Regions from separate parts of the Mus musculus genome. Here all the other regions are linked to region 2. Evidence: chromatin contacts called from public Hi-C and HiChIP or PLAC-seq data. All regions are on one chromosome and are shown on one strand. Each heading gives the region's core, a stretch centred on a gene start, on an enhancer-like site or on the middle of the called end of the contact. The rest is flanking DNA. Distances are from core to core; before and after follow the strand shown. Region 1 holds the start of Cfap54 (cilia and flagella associated protein 54). Region 2 overlaps Elk3 (ELK3, member of ETS oncogene family). Region 3 has its middle 5.2 kb from the start of Gm40742.

What was found. Hi-C and Micro-C count contacts between places; a contact is called where the count stands out from the background. HiChIP or PLAC-seq counts read pairs in DNA pulled down with a chosen protein or histone mark.
Region 1: a Hi-C map of bone marrow-derived macrophages shows a contact between it and region 2, with 54 read pairs. The contact joins the promoter of Cfap54 here to the enhancer-like site in region 2. A contact is called at or near these places in 9 of 39 promoter capture datasets (the 3T3-L1 cell line, 3T3-L1-derived adipocytes, the C10 cell line and 4 more), 2 of 15 datasets of contacts at CTCF or cohesin (CD8 T cells and the NIH/3T3 cell line), 41 of 484 Hi-C or Micro-C datasets (CD4 single positive thymocytes, Th1 cells, Th17 cells and 19 more), 30 of 115 datasets of contacts at active chromatin or transcription factors (CD8 T cells, the HPC-7 cell line, SST interneurons and 19 more) and 5 of 9 other capture datasets (adipose tissue, bone marrow-derived macrophages, embryonic stem cells and 2 more).
Region 3: an H3K4me3 HiChIP or PLAC-seq map of bone marrow-derived macrophages shows a contact between it and region 2, with 4 times the contacts expected there. The contact joins two enhancer-like sites. A contact is called at or near these places in 4 of 484 Hi-C or Micro-C datasets (bone marrow-derived macrophages, differentiating spermatogonia, muscle stem cells and 1 more), 4 of 115 datasets of contacts at active chromatin or transcription factors (the HPC-7 cell line, Th17 cells, bone marrow-derived macrophages and 1 more) and 1 of 9 other capture datasets (embryonic stem cells).

The regions. Positions count from the first base shown.
Region 1 is chr10:93,080,268-93,082,967 of GRCm38.p6, forward strand. It overlaps Cfap54 (cilia and flagella associated protein 54), which reads right to left and starts at 1,355. Exons shown (of 68, transcript NM_001347060.2): 1 at 998-1,355. The coding sequence starts at 1,329.
Region 2 is chr10:93,260,082-93,262,841 of GRCm38.p6, forward strand. The region is part of intron 3 of Elk3 (ELK3, member of ETS oncogene family); the gene reads right to left. Among named protein-coding and RNA genes, the nearest start is that of Gm32551, 24 kb to the right of the region's middle. Within about 2 kb of position 1,425, at least 183 of the 459 cell types and tissues checked have an H3K27ac peak or open chromatin away from gene starts, as enhancers often do. A contact at or near this core is called in CD8 T cells, SST interneurons, Th1 cells and 20 more, where this site is marked.
Region 3 is chr10:93,424,461-93,427,160 of GRCm38.p6, forward strand. No RefSeq gene overlaps it. Among named protein-coding and RNA genes, the nearest start is that of Gm40742, 5.2 kb to the right of the region's middle. Within about 2 kb of position 1,416, at least 69 of the 459 cell types and tissues checked have an H3K27ac peak or open chromatin away from gene starts, as enhancers often do. A contact at or near this core is called in Th17 cells, bone marrow-derived macrophages and muscle stem cells, where this site is marked.

The sequences.
Region 1 (2,700 bases), core at 105-2,604, 180 kb before region 2:
CCTGGGTGGGTCAGAACAGTGCAGAGCAAGATTTTGTCAGACTGCTCAGAAGGGACTATAAACAACGCCAATTGTTTGTTTCTGGAATTTTCCATTTAAGATTTGCATAGCCTTTGACCACAGGTAAGTGAAACTTGGGGTGGGGGGAGTAGATAAAGGGATGGTGGGAATGCTGTGCCCCATGTTTGTTTAGTACAAGACTATACTCACAGAAATATATGATTTGGGGGAGAGGGGTTTATTGTTAACTTGATGCCTTCCTAGTTTTGAGAAAAGTACCTGTCAAAAATATGTCTACTCAACAAATCATTAAGATGTTTGGTTGAATTATAAATGTAAGTTAAAAATGTGTAATCAGATTAAATGCATGACCAAAACATGTAAGTTTAAAATACTCACCAGAAAAAAAAAAGTTATTTGCCTGTCTGGTATTCTTCGCTGCTTCCCTATGTCTTGAAACTACTCATTTTGGAAAGCATTAGACCAGAAAAAAGATGGCAACATGAACAAAACCAAATCTTAGAAACTGGTAGTTTTCAGTTCACAGAAATAAGTTGGAAAAACAAACAAAAAACCCAATCAGACGCTCACAAAGAGCCACCAAGTCAAGGGGAAAAGAAGTTTCTGTAATCCCAACGGAATATAAAGAGAATAAAATGTACATGTTCACAATATGACAGACTTGGTTGAGACCTAAATTCAAGGACCTGAGCAACTGCCTCAGAGTTGGTCTTAAGTCTACTTTTGTCCTGTTTTGCGACCCATGAGTGAGCCAAGAGAGGCCATGAGAACGCTGAGACCAAACCCAGTGTTAGGAAATACTTCTGTGCAGATTTTTATTTTGACCTGAGAAGGAAGACATGAAACGTGTAGGGGGAGCTAAGGGCTGTAAGAGCTGGGAGTGGCTACAGCTCAGCTTGTCTCCAGGGCCCCACCCCTGTCGTGGTCCTCCAATGGCATCTCCAGGCGCCCTCCCCAGCACCCTGCCTCAGCTTACCACCTCCGATGGAATTCGTACTTCTGTTCCATTGAGGTGGCTAGAGCCTTCTTCTTCTTCATAAAGCCCAACAGCTCCCGGATCTCCTTCTCGCAAGAGGCCAGGAGTGGGTTTTTACTGTCCAGGGGCCCGTAGAAGGCGGCAGAGGGCAGCGAGTCCTCGGAGTGGGTACATTGCGGCGGGTCGGTCGAACTCGACTTGGACTCGCTGGGCGACTTGAGAACCGCGGTAGAGGTCGGCGGCGGCGTTGGGGGCAGATGCACCGGCGACACCGATGTCTCAGAGTCTGGGGACTCCTCAGAAGAACTGGAGGAGCTTCTGGAGGACGCCATGTCTATCAGAGTTCAGCAGGCTAGAGGCTGGTGGACAAGCGGTTGCCAAGCAACGATCTCCCGGCAACCAAGCCACCTGCACGCTCTCCGGAAGCACAGCGGCCCCTAGAGGGTGAGGAAAGTACAAACAGCCTGGAAAGGCAGGATGCTCTGAATGGCTGGCTATGTGTGTAACCCACTCTGGCCTCAAACTCACTATCCTCCAGCCTCAGTGTCTTGAGTGCTGGGATTACGGACATTCACATCCAACGCCGCTTGAGAGAGGGCTTTAAAGCAAAGAACCAATAAAGAAAATTACCATCAAAAATTCATACAATGTTTTCCCTATTTGGACCACCTACTAATATCCATGGTTACAATCATTAAGATGTATTGGGCATTATTCCAAGCATTTTGAGACATTACCTGTCTCATTAATCGTCATGACTTCATACCTCAGCTTCTATCCTATCTCCTCGGTTTCACAGCTTAGGGGAACATAGCTTGACTTTGACCAAACTCAGAGGATAACTGAGAATCAGGGGACAAGTCCTAATTATGTGCTGCAAAGCCAGTGATCATAAGAAATCTGCCGTCCTGGTGATGCCCCCAAGAGAAAGCACTGAAGCTGAATTCCCAAACCGAAATTAGGGAACTCCCTGACAATCTGGTTAAGACAAGCACCTTGTGTGGCTATGTTCTCTTCCCGCTGCAGTTTGAGTTTGTGAGTAATGATCATGAGTTACTGCCACTTCAGCCTTATCCTAAATGTCACGGTGTTCTAAATCAATATGCCTTTTGCTCAACTTTAACTCCTTGACATTAATATATGCTAAATGGTTTGAAGTGTTAACTCTCCAAATACTTTTTGTTTTTAAACGGGGAGATGGGAGATTTTTTTTTTCTCTCTGATGGACAAACTGTAGGTCTCAGAGGAAATGCTTAACACTAAAAAATGTTCTTTTCTTGCATCTCATGGGCCACAATGAGTCAAATTTATTAATTTGGGATTTGAATTTCAGCTAGCGGACATACTTTTCCTTACAAATTATGCAAGCCCAAAGAAATATTGAAGAACCAGAGATAGAGAGGTTGGCTTCAAAAACAAGGTCTTTAAACACTGAAAACGACTACCAATTCTTTCACATGCAAAATATAGACGGTGACCTTGGTATCCACTGAATAGTAAAGAAGCTCACTGGGCCACAGCCTTATCTCTTCCAGCTCCAAGCCCATTTCTTTCAAGCATCTGTACTAATTTGTAAGGTTGGTCTTCTCTGTCCTATGCACTGTACCTTAATATTCTTGGAAGGAAGATCACAGGGGAAATCACTTATTGGAGCAGGTAATTATGGCTAAAGAATCTTCCAGTGACACACAAGAGCAGGGACC
Region 2 (2,760 bases), core at 175-2,674:
CAGGTCTCCTCTGTAGGATGTAACTGTCTTGTGTGCATGTGTGCATGTATGTGTGTACTTCAGCAGGGATAGGTCCTAAGGTTGTAAAATAGGTCACTTCTCCCATCTTTTTCATGTCTTGCAAAAATTTATGTGCAGTGTAAGGTTGTAAAATAGATCACTTCTCCCATCCTTTTCATGTCTTGCAAAAATTTATGTTCAGTGATCATTTACTAATTCTTACAAGGCATCCGTGTTCCACTTGGCTTATGCCTCTAGAAGTTGTTAATTTCCTATCAAACCATGTCTCAACTTCTCGGGCAGTTTTCATGACCAGAAATTATATTTGACCCCTATTCTTTATTTCCGGGCAGCAGCTGTAAGCTCATGAGAACCAGAACCACATCTATATACTAATCTTGGTATCCCTGAGGCAGCAAGCAAGTGCCTGGGTGTTCAGTGACTAGCTCCACGTGAACTGATTAGAAAGGAGGCAGAGAAGAGACTGGGTGTGGCCTGCCCAGTGGCAGTGAGAAGATGTCTTTGGTGATGTCTTGAGTGGGTGCTGGAGACACTAGGAAACCATTGGGACTTCAGGAAGAGTGAAGGAGAAGCCCTTACACATATACCTTAAAAGTGGCACAGAGGCCAACGGAGTCCATAAAAATGGCGCCCCAGAGTTCAACATTATTTTCAATAGCTGGGCCAGGGGTAAAGGCACTTGCCACCAAGTCAGAGTTTTATCTGTGGGACTCACATGGTGGAAGGAGAGAACCAACTCCTACAAGTTGTCCTCTGACCTCCATATGTGCACACTAGCCCACATCACATACACAATAAATAAGTTTTATATATATATATATATAGAGAGAGAGAGAGAGAGAGAGAGAGAGAGAAAGAGAGAGAGAGAGAGAGAGGGAGAGAGTGATGGAGGCAGACCAGAAGAGATGGATGACCCATTGAGTAGTCACTAGAAGAAGAGAGGAGAGGGGGCAGCATGGGACCCCAGGGCGCAAGGAGAAAAGGCACTCCCTTTATTGTTTCTCTGGGGCAACCTACAACTTGGTAGCCAAGAACCATCCTAGCCTGTACTGCAGAGACCTACAAGGAAGTTCTCTGCCTGGAGGAAAGGTCATCATGGTCAGAGATGGAGGCCTGTCTGGGGAAAGGTCAACAGAAGAAGAAGGAAGTTGAACAACCCTGGAGAGAAGGGAGAGGGGGGAAAATGTTTTTCTTTTGATGATAATGGCAAGAGACAGGAAGATGGAAACCACACCAGAAGTGGGGTGTAGGGGGACAGGATGCTCGCACTCTGTAGGTTCTCCTACACTGCTCCAGACTCCCACTTTTCTGACTTGGCCTCAGAGCTGTCTCCGCTACCCCAGAATAGAGGAAGTAGGCTTCAGCATTTCAAACCGAGCAGGCTGTCTCCACTCAGCCACTAATCCCAGGCTGCCGAGCAAACAGCCTGAGGCGCACATACTCAGACTCTGATGGAGATGCGTGCCCAGTGCTGAAACAGCTCAGATTTCAGCATCTTGGACAGCACAGGTGAGACGAACACGAGTCTTGGCAGAAATGAGAAATACAATGCCTTGGATTCCGAATTAACTTCACCTTGGGGGGACAGGAGCAACGGGACACAGATGGGATGTGGCAGGAAGAGGGACAGATGAAACCAGCATGCAGAGGAGTCAGGAGTTTCAGCTGCCACCTCGGCTGCCAAGGTGCCTGGCTAGAGGCCAGGAGGGCTTCACACCCCAGCTCCTTCCCCTCTGCCTAACATTCGGTAGCCTGTGCCAACGGGGACAAGCAAGCGCCTTGCTTTTCAGCAACATTCAGATGGGACCTCCGTGGCTGAGCTCTGACGCCATCATTTTTCTCTGTACCTAGCTGACTTTTGCTTGAGTCTTCCAGCCCCTTGTTGGAGAAGTCCCTGCCCGGACACTATTTATCATAAACTTAGCACCAAGAGTCATGTCCTCCGCTCTTTGCAGCTCCTGTCAGCGGCTTCGCCAGTGTTCCTGACGGGAGGCGGCTCTGACACTGTGAGAGAGGCACATTTGTTCTGGCTTTCTGCACATCGAATTGAAGACAGAATGTTCAAATCTGAATGTAGACCCCATGACACATGTGGGAAAGGACAGTGATCATGTGATATGTCTTGTCAAGGCGCCTCATTTACAGGGGACTGGGTTAGTAGAGCACACCTCTCCCCCGCCCCCTCTCTGAAGTGAGCACTCCCTTAGGAGTGCTCATTCTGTTTCTGAGCCCCGCCCCCCAGAAGGGAACACTAAGGGTGAGTGGGAGAGCTAAGAGTGGATGGGTCAGCTTCTGGAGGACGCCCTGGGGCGTCGGGCGGAGCTTTACTACTGATCTAAATCTTATACCGACTTCAAGCATAGCCTAATCCTGTAGAACAGGAAGCTTGTTGTGATTAACCCCTTAGTGGCCTGTCTGGTCAGAGTTAAACCACTGATGGCTGAAAGGAGGCTGAGTTTTACCAGATCTTTGCCCTTCTCTCCCTCTCAGTTGACTACCCACAGCCCATAGGAGCAGAGCACCATTCCAGGTGCATGTAGTCTCTGGTGGCATTTAGCTCCTGAGGTTACACTATGTCCCTAAGCAGCCTCTTTTACTAACTGTGTGACACCTCTTTCCAAGCTCACTCACTCTCTATGACTCTGTCTCTGTCTCTGTCTCTGTCTCTCTCTCTCTGTCTCTCTCTCTGTCTCTGTCTCTCTCTCTCTGTCTCTGTGTCTCTCTGTGTCTCTCTGTGTC
Region 3 (2,700 bases), core at 166-2,665, 160 kb after region 2:
GAGCTTCCTCTTCTAGTTTCCGCCGTGCGCAGTCTCTTTAGGACGCGGTGAAGCTCTGGAAGGAGCAGAGAAGGGAGAGACACACATCTATCTCTCACGCACATCACACACACAGTTATCCTAAACCTCTCTTAGCAGATCCATGCTCCAGGAGGTGAAAGCTGCTGTCCACTCTGCCGAGGCCTGTGGACACTTTGCTTGGGTATCTCTGAAGATGCAGCACTCACATGGGAACTCTGAATAAATGCATCCTCACCAAGCAGCTGCAAACCTTAACGCCAACGCACAAGGACAGAGTTGGGGTGCTCTGAATAAAGACGAGGAATCTTGGTTGGGGGAGGCTTGAAGGAGAGTGTGTGTTTAACCCTTTGACACTGATATGAAGATGTCACCCCAAAAGTTTATTTTTGATAAATACATACTTGAGGTTTTAAAAAATCAGGGGGAGGGGGGAGCGGGGGAGGGAGAGTCTCATAATGTTTTAAGTGTATTTTTGTTGAGTGATGTTCACAGTTTCCCTCGGCATCATGCAGTCCACCGGCTGCAGGTTGAGTGTGTCCTGGAGAGATGAGGAGCCAACCAGTATAATGCTACTACCATCTTAGTTTGTAAATTTTTAACTTTATTTGTGTGTGTGTGGGGTGGGGGGGACACAAACTTATACCCAGAAGTCCAGGCTGACCGCAGACTCTCTACATAGCCCAGGATGGCCTCAAATTTGTGGTAATACTCCTGACTCAGCCTCCAGTATGCTGGGATTGCAGGCATGAGCCACCTTTCCTGGCTTAATAATGCTAAACAGTGGGTGCTGCAGGGTCTCACCGTGCATCCTGTTTTCAACCAGGTTGTAGAAGGTGTGTGTATGGGTGCACATGTGAGCCGGCGTGTCTGTGCCTATGTGGCAGCATGTGTGAATCCATCCTTCAAGGAAGGGCTAAACAGCCATGTGTGAAGGAGTTACTGTCTCAGGGGGACATTTGGAGTCACAGGGCATGGTAGTGGGATGATGAGAGGCCCGCTGGTTTTAATATTGCTTCCCAGAGATGCTTCGGGAAGAGTGAGGAGGTAAATTGGCTGTTGTGAGTGATCTGAGATGAGTCCAAAAGTAGGAGGCAGCTGCTGGCAGGAAGTAAAGGGAGGCTCACTGTTGCCTGGCCCTTCCATAGAACACAGGCACAAAAGGAGAAGAAAGCAAGGGGGCTTGTTTGCCCTTGCTTCCTGGTGTAGACATGCTTTCATTTCAAGATCATCTAAAGAGCTTTCTGGCTTCACAAGCCAGTTAGCAGGAACTTTAGGGAGTGCCCCAGCAGCATACCTGGGCAAGGCTAGGGTGAGGCTCTCATAGAAGCCATGGAGAATGCATTGTATTAAGGACTAGTCATACCTTAAAATAGTCATGCAAGTGAAGCCTTTTGGACACTAGAGGGCGCCATTGACACACAAATGGTGCTTCCAGGCCCACACCACTTCACTGCAGAGGACACCCCACACAACTTAACTACAGTCTAACTTCTTGAAAGTTGAGCCTCCTATTCAACTTCACACCAGTTCAGTGGGATCGGCCTAGTCTTGAAGCAGGAAGCTCACAGGGGCCAGTAGCTGCAGGTTTTCCCAACAGACCTCACCTTCTAAAAACCCCTTAACATCAATGAAAGCAATGACACCTCAGATTCCAATGTCTTGGGGGAATTGCATCAGAAGTGTGCGGTGGAGAGATAGCTCAGTACTGACTGCTCTCCCAGAGGACCTGGGTTCAATTCCTAGCACCCACATAGAGGCTCACACCTGTTTGTAGGGCTTGTGATACACTCACATAGACATACTTGCAGGCAAAGCACCAATGAACATAGAGTGCAGAAGGGGAGAAAGAGAGGAGGAAGAGAAAGAGAAAGGAGAAGAGGAGGAGGAGAAAGAGGAAGAGGAGGAGGAGGGAGGAAAGCTAAGTGAGTTAGTAAGAATCTGAACATGTTTACAAAGGAGTTGTACTTTACTAGAGAGAGAGAAAGGAGAGAGAGAGAGAGAGAGAGAGAGAGAGAGAGAGAGAGAGAGAGAGAGAGAGAGAGAGAGAGAGAGAGAGAGAGAGAGAGACAGGCAGGTTCTTGGAAGGACTCTCTAAATGCCTGAAATGATATGAAAATTTATTGCTTGGTTAATAAGAGGTCTTAGGGTAAGATAAAATGCAAAGCTAGACAACATAATGGCTCTGAAAGTCAAAGATTCAGGTCTCATTCAACAGGTCAACTTTGATCCAGCTATAGTCCCTTCATGGTCACAAGACATCAGTCATTGTTCTAGAGTGACAGAGAACAATCCCTCTCTCCCTTCTTCCCTCCCTCTCTCCCTTCCTGCTTCCCTGAATGTACATCTGTGTGAGTATATGAGTGTGTGAATGTACATGCATATGTCTGTGTTCATGCATGTGTGTGCACATGTCCACGTGGTGTGCATGTGTGTGCACTAGCACAGAAAAGAAATCTCCTCAAGAAAAGTACTCCATTAAACAAACAAACAAACAAACAAACAAACAATTTGGCCAGCGGTGGTAGCGCATGCCTTTAATCCCAGCACTTGGGAGGCAGAGGCAGGTGGATTTCTGAGTTTGAGGCCAGCCTAGTCTACAAAGTGAGTTTCAGGACAGCCAGGGCTACACAGAAAAACACTGTCTCGAAAAACAAAAAACAAAAAACCAAAACAAAAAAC